3 separate regions of the Mus musculus genome follow, and all the other regions are linked to region 1. Evidence: chromatin contacts called from public ChIA-PET and Hi-C data. All regions are on one chromosome and are shown on one strand. The core of a region is the stretch at or near the end of the contact, and the rest is flanking DNA. Distances in the headings are between cores, read along the strand shown.

What was found. Hi-C and Micro-C count contacts between places; a contact is called where the count stands out from the background. ChIA-PET counts read pairs in DNA pulled down with a chosen protein or histone mark.
Region 2: an RNA polymerase II ChIA-PET map of effector CD8 T cells shows a contact between it and region 1, with 8 read pairs. The contact joins two enhancer-like sites. A contact is called at or near these places in 6 of 484 Hi-C or Micro-C datasets (CD4 T cells, CD8 T cells, embryonic stem cells and 2 more) and 2 of 115 datasets of contacts at active chromatin or transcription factors (effector CD8 T cells and regulatory T cells).
Region 3: a Hi-C map of the N1E-115 cell line shows a contact between it and region 1, with 3 times the contacts expected there. The contact joins two enhancer-like sites. A contact is called at or near these places in 3 of 484 Hi-C or Micro-C datasets (the N1E-115 cell line, Sertoli cells and bone marrow-derived macrophages), 4 of 115 datasets of contacts at active chromatin or transcription factors (Th17 cells, acute myeloid leukemia, embryonic basal ganglia and 1 more) and 1 of 9 other capture datasets (embryonic stem cells).

The regions. Positions count from the first base shown.
Region 1 is chr2:132,511,212-132,513,911 of GRCm38.p6, forward strand. 1700026D11Rik (RIKEN cDNA 1700026D11 gene) reads left to right here. Exons shown (of 4, transcript NR_028286.1): 2 at 864-1,006. Among named protein-coding and RNA genes, the nearest start is that of 1700026D11Rik, 22 kb to the left of the region's middle. Within about 2 kb of position 1,345, at least 100 of the 459 cell types and tissues checked have an H3K27ac peak or open chromatin away from gene starts, as enhancers often do. A contact at or near this core is called in CD8 T cells, the N1E-115 cell line, effector CD8 T cells and 1 more, where this site is marked.
Region 2 is chr2:132,641,986-132,644,685 of GRCm38.p6, forward strand. The region is part of intron 4 of AU019990 (expressed sequence AU019990); the gene reads left to right. Among named protein-coding and RNA genes, the nearest start is that of Shld1, 44 kb to the right of the region's middle. Within about 2 kb of position 1,391, at least 72 of the 459 cell types and tissues checked have an H3K27ac peak or open chromatin away from gene starts, as enhancers often do. A contact at or near this core is called in CD8 T cells, effector CD8 T cells and regulatory T cells, where this site is marked.
Region 3 is chr2:132,756,860-132,759,559 of GRCm38.p6, forward strand. No RefSeq gene overlaps it. Among named protein-coding and RNA genes, the nearest start is that of Chgb, 23 kb to the right of the region's middle. Within about 2 kb of position 1,277, at least 16 of the 459 cell types and tissues checked have an H3K27ac peak or open chromatin away from gene starts, as enhancers often do. A contact at or near this core is called in the N1E-115 cell line, where this site is marked.

The sequences.
Region 1 (2,700 bases), core at 95-2,594:
GGCCCCATGCCAAGCGTAGTTGGCCAACACAAAACCAACTCAACGGTGTTTTCGGAGAAGCTTTTTCTTTTAACTCATTTTGCTAGGTTTGGGCTTTGGAGGTGGTTTTTGTTGTTTTTGTTTTTCTGTTTGTTTTATTGGTGTTTTGTTTGTTTCAATTTTTGGTTTTTTGTTTGTTTCTTGGGCTCTTTGTTTTTTAAAGAGACAAAGGGTGTGGAGTAGGGAGGTGGAACAGTAGGGAGAACCTGGGGGGAGTTGGGGGAGGAAAACTTAGAATGTGAAGAAATATGGAAAAAAATGTAATCTTAGGAAATACAAAGAAAATGCAAAACGGCAACAACAAACAACCTAGCCATTACCGCAGTGTGGGGAAGTCAGCCCTGTTCACCACAGCACTGGTGGAGGGCGGGGGGGGGGGGAGGGGGGAGCAGCCCTGTTCATGACAGCACTGGTGGAGGGCGGGGGGGGGGGGGGGGGGGAGGGGGGGGAGCAGCCCTGTTCATGACAGCACTGTGGGGAAGTCATCCCTGCTCTGTCTTTTGACCCATGAACAAAGGCTGTCTTTTCACTTACTTGAAATTTCTTTATTTGAATGCTGCTTTGTATTTTTTGCAGAATATAAATTTTATACTTTTAAAAAATGTATTCCTACATATTTTGCTTTCTGTGATTGCTATTTAAAAAAATAGAACCATTTTCTTAAATTGCTTTTGTTGATAGTATAGAGGAATGGTTATTTTTATATATTGAATTTACATTCTACAGTCTTGACAAGCCATCGTTTTTAGTGACATTTTCATAATTTTCTAGGCATAAGATGAAGTGTCCTGTCAATAACTGTAGTTTTATTTCCTCTTTTTCAGTTGGAATCCTTTTGTTTCTTCTTCTTGCCAACTTTCTTCCTAGAACGTCCAACTCACTGTTGAATAGAAATATCTCTCGAAGGTGGTATCCTCGTCTTCCTGTTCATCTGTGGGCTTTCATGGGTGTCCTCTATCGGCAGGAGGTGTGTTCTCTTTTTGGTCCTCCCTCAACAACTGTTTTCCTTATGAAGAGGCACTAGATTTATGTACCCCATACTTTTTCTGTGTCTATTGGGATGGCCATGTGTTTTTTAAACATTTATCTCATTAAGATGTGCCTTATTAATTTTCTGCATCGGTCTTGTTTTTGAGGTAGCCTGTCCCTGAGTCTAGCCCTTCACATCTTGATGCCTTAGGTTCCAAGGGTGAACCTCAAGTGTTAAGAGGATCTTAATCTTGTGCTGCTGCAAGATCCCTCTGCTATCTCTTTGTTGAAGAGTTTTGAATCTGTATTAGTAAGATGCGTTGGCCTGTGGTTTCCTGTTTGCGTCTTTATCTTTTGACACCAGGCTGAGCAGCAGCTGCGCCCTGGGCTTAAAGGCTCATCTTCTCTCCGTGTGTGTGTGGGGGGGGGGGGGGGCGGGGGGGCCCAGTCTTCAGAGTCAGGAAGTCCCTCTCACGTGGTCGAGTTCCAGAGACCAAGCTCCTGTCGCTTTAGATCCTGAGTGTTGTGGAGGGGCTCCACGGAGCAAGAACCTTCCAAGCCCTCACAGCCTGGAGCACCTCTGGGTCCGTTCAGTGGGAGCGTCTCCAGGAGAGCCCCTCCCTCCCGGGACTCACTTGAAGATGAGCAAACAGCACCAAGCCAGTGAAAACTGCTTCCACGGCTCTGAAGGGAGAGGAGAGGGGATTCCTTGTGCATGGCTTACATCCCCCGTGGGCAGCCATTCTAAAGCACTTGCTTAGACGTGGATAACTCACAGGCACTTCAGGGATGGGATGGAGGACATAAACTGGTGGGGTCACTTTGGCCTTTACCAGTGAAGTGGAGGCTGCAATTTCATAGCCAGACATCTTGACATGGGAACCCGAGGGGAAGGGGGAATCGTCCTCAGCGCAGCAAAGCTGAATGGAACCCAGCTGTACGTTAACGGGAGACATAAACGGCAAACTGTGCATTCATGGGGAAAAGAAACGGCAAAGTGTGCGTTAGCAGGAGAGACAAACTATGGTAGGAACAGTGTGAGAGACCAACGCCTTTGTAGCAGTAGAGATGTGCAAACCAAAAACAACTACATGTTTCGATGTAGCAAAGTCCCTGATAAGGGCTGGAGGGCCACACCCCTTAAAAGATGCACAAAATTGCCTGCACCAAGGCAAAACAAACAAACAAACAAAACAAAACAAACAAAAACTATAGGCAACATATGAAGAAGGGAAAGGATGGAGAATGGGAATTCGCCAGATAGGATTGCTGGGGATGGCAGGGGCGGAAAAAGACTGGAAGAAATAGCCGTGGGGTCTGTATGAGGAGGTGTGTACAGCTGGGCTGGGCACTGTCACAGCGCTGTCATAGTGCCCAGCCTAGCCCAGCTGTCCCTTGCATCATTTGCACAATTTATGTGTTCTTTCAGGTACAGAAAACAATGTTTGATACCTCGATTTTAGGTATCATGAGAGCCTGGGCTATAGCTCTTCTCCCTTCCTCCAGATCCCTTCATGCTAAAAACAGATTTAAACAAAACCCCGCTAAGAGCTAAGACAGCGAGAATGAGCCCCGGGGACTGTACAGAGAGAAGCCCAGAAGGAGAAACTATGCCAAGCAAGGCCTGCTGGGAAGCCACCAGAAAAGCCTCCCCTGGAGAGGGACAACATGACCCAGATTGCTGGAAAAAAA
Region 2 (2,700 bases), core at 141-2,640, 130 kb after region 1:
TAATTAAACACAAAACACAAGAAAACTGCAACAACAACAACAGCAACAAAACCCAGAAGGAACAGAAATGCAAGGGACAACATTAGTCTCTAAAAATTCGACAGTGGATGTCTGAAGCTCAAAGAGCTTTCGAAGCAGAGGCAGCGAACACATATAAAGTCTTAACAGTATGACGGCCCAGATATGAGCTGACACCAAGAAAAGTGCCAACCTGGCAGAGAAAAGCCCACAACGTCTCAACCCTACACAAAGAACCATGGCAATGGAGGAGAGCTGGGAGCAGGAGAGGGGCCCTTTCCCAGGGAAGAGCACACCAACTGCCTGGTTGTCCAGTGCCAAACAGGCAGCATTCTAGCATTATACGGACTGAACAGCCTACATTAGGGATATGTATATGCATATACATAGAAATATATACAATTCAATAATGATTAGTAAAATATGATGCCATGAGTCTGAAGGGGAGGGTAAATGGGAGGTTTTTGGAGGGTGAAAAGGGAAGGGAGAAATGATGAAATTAAATTATAATGTCAGAAAAAAATAAAAACAAATGGAGGTAGTGAATGAATGCATTGTAAAGCCACAGAGCTACCTTGCAAATGAAACCATTACCACATGGCTGCAAACTACCCTCATGTACCCCACAGCACTAAACAAAATGGCCTGGACTCCAATCCTTTCAAATGGGGTCTCAATGTGTCAGGAAAAAAAGCTGAACAATATACAGACCTGTGCTAAGTTTCATAAGCTATCTAAACATCTCAAAGTTGAAAAAAAGCAATCATGTTAAACTAAGAAAAGAAAAGAAGAGAAAAGAAAAGAAAAGAAAAGAAAAGAAAAGAAAAGAAAAAACAGCCAGCTAGATGTCTCAAGTATTCAGAACCTCTTCATTGGTGGTCATGTGAAGTTTACAGGAGATCTCAATAAGCTAGCTTGAAACTTTGGCAGAAAGCTCATTTCAAAATTGCCACTTGCCATGAGTGTGCCACCAATCTTCACAATTCTATTAATTGAGGATGCGTTGCGTGAGTGTTGGGTTATCATACCTGCTCCTGACCAGCCATCACAACTCATACAGGCAAGTATACACACACACACACACACACACACACACACACACACACACACACACACAAATATAAATAAACATGAGCTTGAGACCTGCCTGGTCTCCATGGTGAGTTCCAGGTCAACCAGGGATATACAGCAAAACCCTTGAAACTATAAACAATTATAGTTACTAATTTGTTATAAACACTTGTAAGCCGCCACGTGGCTGCTGGGTGTTGAACCTCCAGAAGAGCAGGCTCACCTACCCCTCCAGCCCCCTCACTCAGCCTGTTGATACTTTGCAATTATTGCATCCACTTCCTGCCTGTTATTTGTTCTTCCTTTGTGGTCTGTCAGTCTCTAAGGTGAACCCCACCCTTATTTGCTTTCGATTTTGCAAAGCACAGACAGTGCACTTTCATTGCTAGCCTCAATGTTGTCTGTCCAACTACTTCAGTGACAGCCACGTATTCTTAAACATGCTGTGATAGAGATTATCTTAGGGTTAATATTGCTGTGACAAAAAGCAGGTGTGGGAGGAAAGGGCCTTATATGTTGTAGTCTGTCAGTGGAGGGAGCAGGGCAGGAGCTGATGCAGAGAAGGTGATGGAAAAGTCACTGGCTTGCTCATCATGGCTTGCTCTGGATGCTTCTTATAGAATCCAGGATCACCAGCCCCACAGTGGGCTGGGCCATCCATCATCAGTCACAAATTAAGAAAATGCCTTGCAGCCAGATCTTATGGGGACATTTTCTCAATTTCGAAACGTCCTTTCAGATACCTTTAGCTTATGTCAAGTTGACATAAAACTAGCCAGCACCGAGGTGGCACACAGAGGCTCACTTACAGGACAGTTTCACTCAAAAACCAACTGTCCTCACAACATGGCCTTACAACGTGTGCTAGAACACCTCACGGGACTCCTGTATTCACAGGTCACAGGTCAATGATCTCAGGACAGGTAAAATGCTCTTAGGTTGTGACTCTAGTTAAGTATTCACTATGTATACCAGGCTAGCCTTGAACTCACAGAGATCTGCCTGCCTCTGCCTCCCAAATGCTGGCATTAAAGACATTTACCACCATGCCTAGTCATCTGCCTTGAACTTAAAAACAAAACCTTATTTATTTAACCTACCTGTTTTCTTAGACAGACTTTCACTACATAGCTCAGGCTAGCCTTGAACTCCCCGAAATTCTCCTGCTTCAGCTTCCCAACAGGTCACATTACAGGCCTGAGCCATTATGCTTAGCTGCCTTGACCTTTTAAGAACTTTATTTATTATTAGAGTTAGTGTTGGTGTGTGCATATGTGCACATGCACATGTGCGTGTGTATACACACATGTGTGTGCCATGGCACAAGCTCAGAGGAAAGCTTCAAGCCCCCTCCTTTTCACAGTGGGTTTAAGGGCTCAGACTTGGGTTGTTGGGCTTGCAGGACAAGCACTTTCACCTTTGCTGAGCCATCTCATCCATTCGACCAGATGGTCTTAAAAAAGGTTTTATTGTTATTATTTTTAACTATGTGGGTATGTGTTTACATGTAGATATGTGCACATAAATACACGCGTCATCTGAAGCCAGAGGCATAGGAACAGCTGCCCCTCCCCAGACTCCCCCAAGCTGGAACTAAGGAGTGGTAAGCTG
Region 3 (2,700 bases), core at 27-2,526, 250 kb after region 1:
GTAACTGGCGTGAGAAGCTCTTCCTAAAACAGAGAGCAGTGCCAACAAGAAAAGATCAATAGTCCTGACAACATAAAAGTTGAGGCATGGGCTTCCACTTTTAGCCTCCTCTCTTTTCTCTTTCTGTGTCAGGAGTACTCCTGCAAATACAGTGAACATTCCTAAAAGCCACAAGGCTTTCTTCAAGAAGTGTGGCAGGCAGCAGACCCACAAAGAGACACGGTATAAGAAGGGCAAGGACCAGTCATCTGTCGGGGAAAGTGGTGCTAGGACAGGAACCAGAGTCACTCCATGTTTCTGCAAAAAGGCTAAAGCCACAGAGAAGATAGCGTGAGGCTGGAGTGGGTTGAGCCCAGCTGCTGCTGCCAGAGACGCTGGCTATGAAACAGAGGCGAGCATTCCGAACTGGCAGGTGATGAAAGGATGCAGGTCACCACGTGATCCAGCTGTAAGCTGATTTTGCTATAAAGTCAGCAAAACCATGAGGATATAGTCACACACACACACACAAATTGAGGGACATAGTAAAAGAGAAGACAAAAAGAGTGTAAGGCCAGAAGGTATGGTGGACACCAAGAAAACCAGGCCTTCAATATCCTCATGACTGACGGACATAGGAACTCACAGAGAGTAAGGCAGCATGCATAACATCTATAGGAAGCTGCTCCAGTTGCGTCCTAGAGCTGAAGAGACACACGGCTCCATTCCTAACCCAGAAGTAATCTCCAACTGATAACCACTTACAATTGAAATTTTAATTTCTTCCACAGGAGTCTCACTGGGGAAACAAACTACTCTTAAGGCCAAACCACATGCCCAGCAGTAGAAGGCCAACAGGAAGCAAAGCAGCAGCGTCTTTGGAGGGCCCTTGTCTCATAATATTGTTCAGGGATTTTTTAAAAAAAAATTATCTTATTGTTTTTAATTTTTATTTTACTTATATATTAACTTTCTCCTCTCTTTTTACCCTCCAGGTCCTTTGCATATCTAGAATGGCTCCCAGTTTAGTGTTTTCATAGGACTCCTGGGTGTGTGAATGTGTGGGTCTCTGTTTCTTGAGCCGTTCTCTCTCTCAGAAGATAGGCTTGTGGACCAGGGCCCATCTGCTTGCATGAAGTGTGTTGGCCTCATTCTCTCTTTATCCTTAAATCCCTGGTTGCTGTGCATCACAGATAGTACTTTACCAAGAAGCCTCGAGGCATTCCAAGCAAATCTTTCTCCCTGCTGTCTCTGTGGGTGGTGCATTCGCAGAAGACACAAGACAGCATCCGTGCCCACTCCCTGCTTTTCTTCAGCCTTGGAGCCTACTGGCAGGTGCCTGGAACTCCCTGGGTTAGCTCATGAGACTGTAATTCTTGCATATTAAATTGTGAGAATCTTCCGGTTGCCTGCACAAGTCCCACTCCCCTCCCATGAGATCTTCAGTGCCTGCTGCAAGGCTCTAAAGGAGCTGTGGGAACATTTTGGTGTAAAATGTGCTGTTATTCCTGCAAGGATGCTATAGTGCCTGCCCCTCCCTCCCATCTAACATCCCCAGCCTACTATCTTTCCCCTTTCATATTCTGTCGTGGAGTTACAGGTCTATATATTAAAATAAGCAAACAAATAAATACCTGTGTACACAGCCAACCTACCAAGCTCTTCATTTAATCATAGTTTTCTCTGACCACCTCTTCTCTCTGCTTCCATTGTCTAAGTTTTCCAGTCTTTAAATTAGTGAACCATTGCTATGTCCCAGGCTTCATGAGACTTCTATCAATAGATGTTCAGTATATATGCATGCAAATAGTGCCTAAACTCTTCATAAACTATAGGATACCATGAAAGTGTTTCACACTTCCATATTCTCTTCTACCCAAGATATAGAGCCTACATATGAGAAAATTGCACACAACTGAAGGTACACAAACGAGTACAAAGCAAATGGAGAAATCTGACCAACATCATCTACAAATAGCAATATCCTAGCTGTGATACTATACTATAGCTTTGCATGACAACGTGGATAAGGTAAATGCTGTAAGAATTGCAGATATCTATGCAAGATATGCAGGATATATATCATTTCTCACAGCTGCGGATGATAATGCACTTAGAACAAAAATTTAAATTCCAGGTTAAAAAACTGAAGATGGTCAGAGTGGTGGCTCAGTAGGTAAAGCACTTGCCATGCAAGTCTGACTGTCTGAGTTTGAGCCCTGGAGTCCACATAAAGGTGAAAGGAGAGAACCTACTCCTTAAAGTCGCCCCTTGGTCCCTACACATGGCATAGCAGGAGTGCACCCGTACTAGTCCACATAAAGTAACAATAATACTACATAAGTGCAACTTAACAGTGAAGAGCCATGCATTAGGTAGCACTCACCAGCAATCGCAACACTCAGGAGTCTGAAGCAGGAAGGCAGAGAGTTCAACCTGGGCTACACAGACCCTATTTCAAAGGGAGTGGGGGGAGGGGCCCATATTCTGGAAGGATTGGCTAAGCAGCTGTTTGGTGACTACTCTTGTAGTTTTATTCGTCTGGCAGATCCACTAGTGCTGGACGCTTGGAGACGACCTTAGATGCAAGTCTACCCACTGGGGCCAGCTGTCGACCAGACAGACCATCATGCGGAGGGTGACTGGCAATTTCCAAGAGCATTCTCCACTCCCACTATACAAAACATTGTTTAAGACTCTACTTGCATCATATTTACCAAT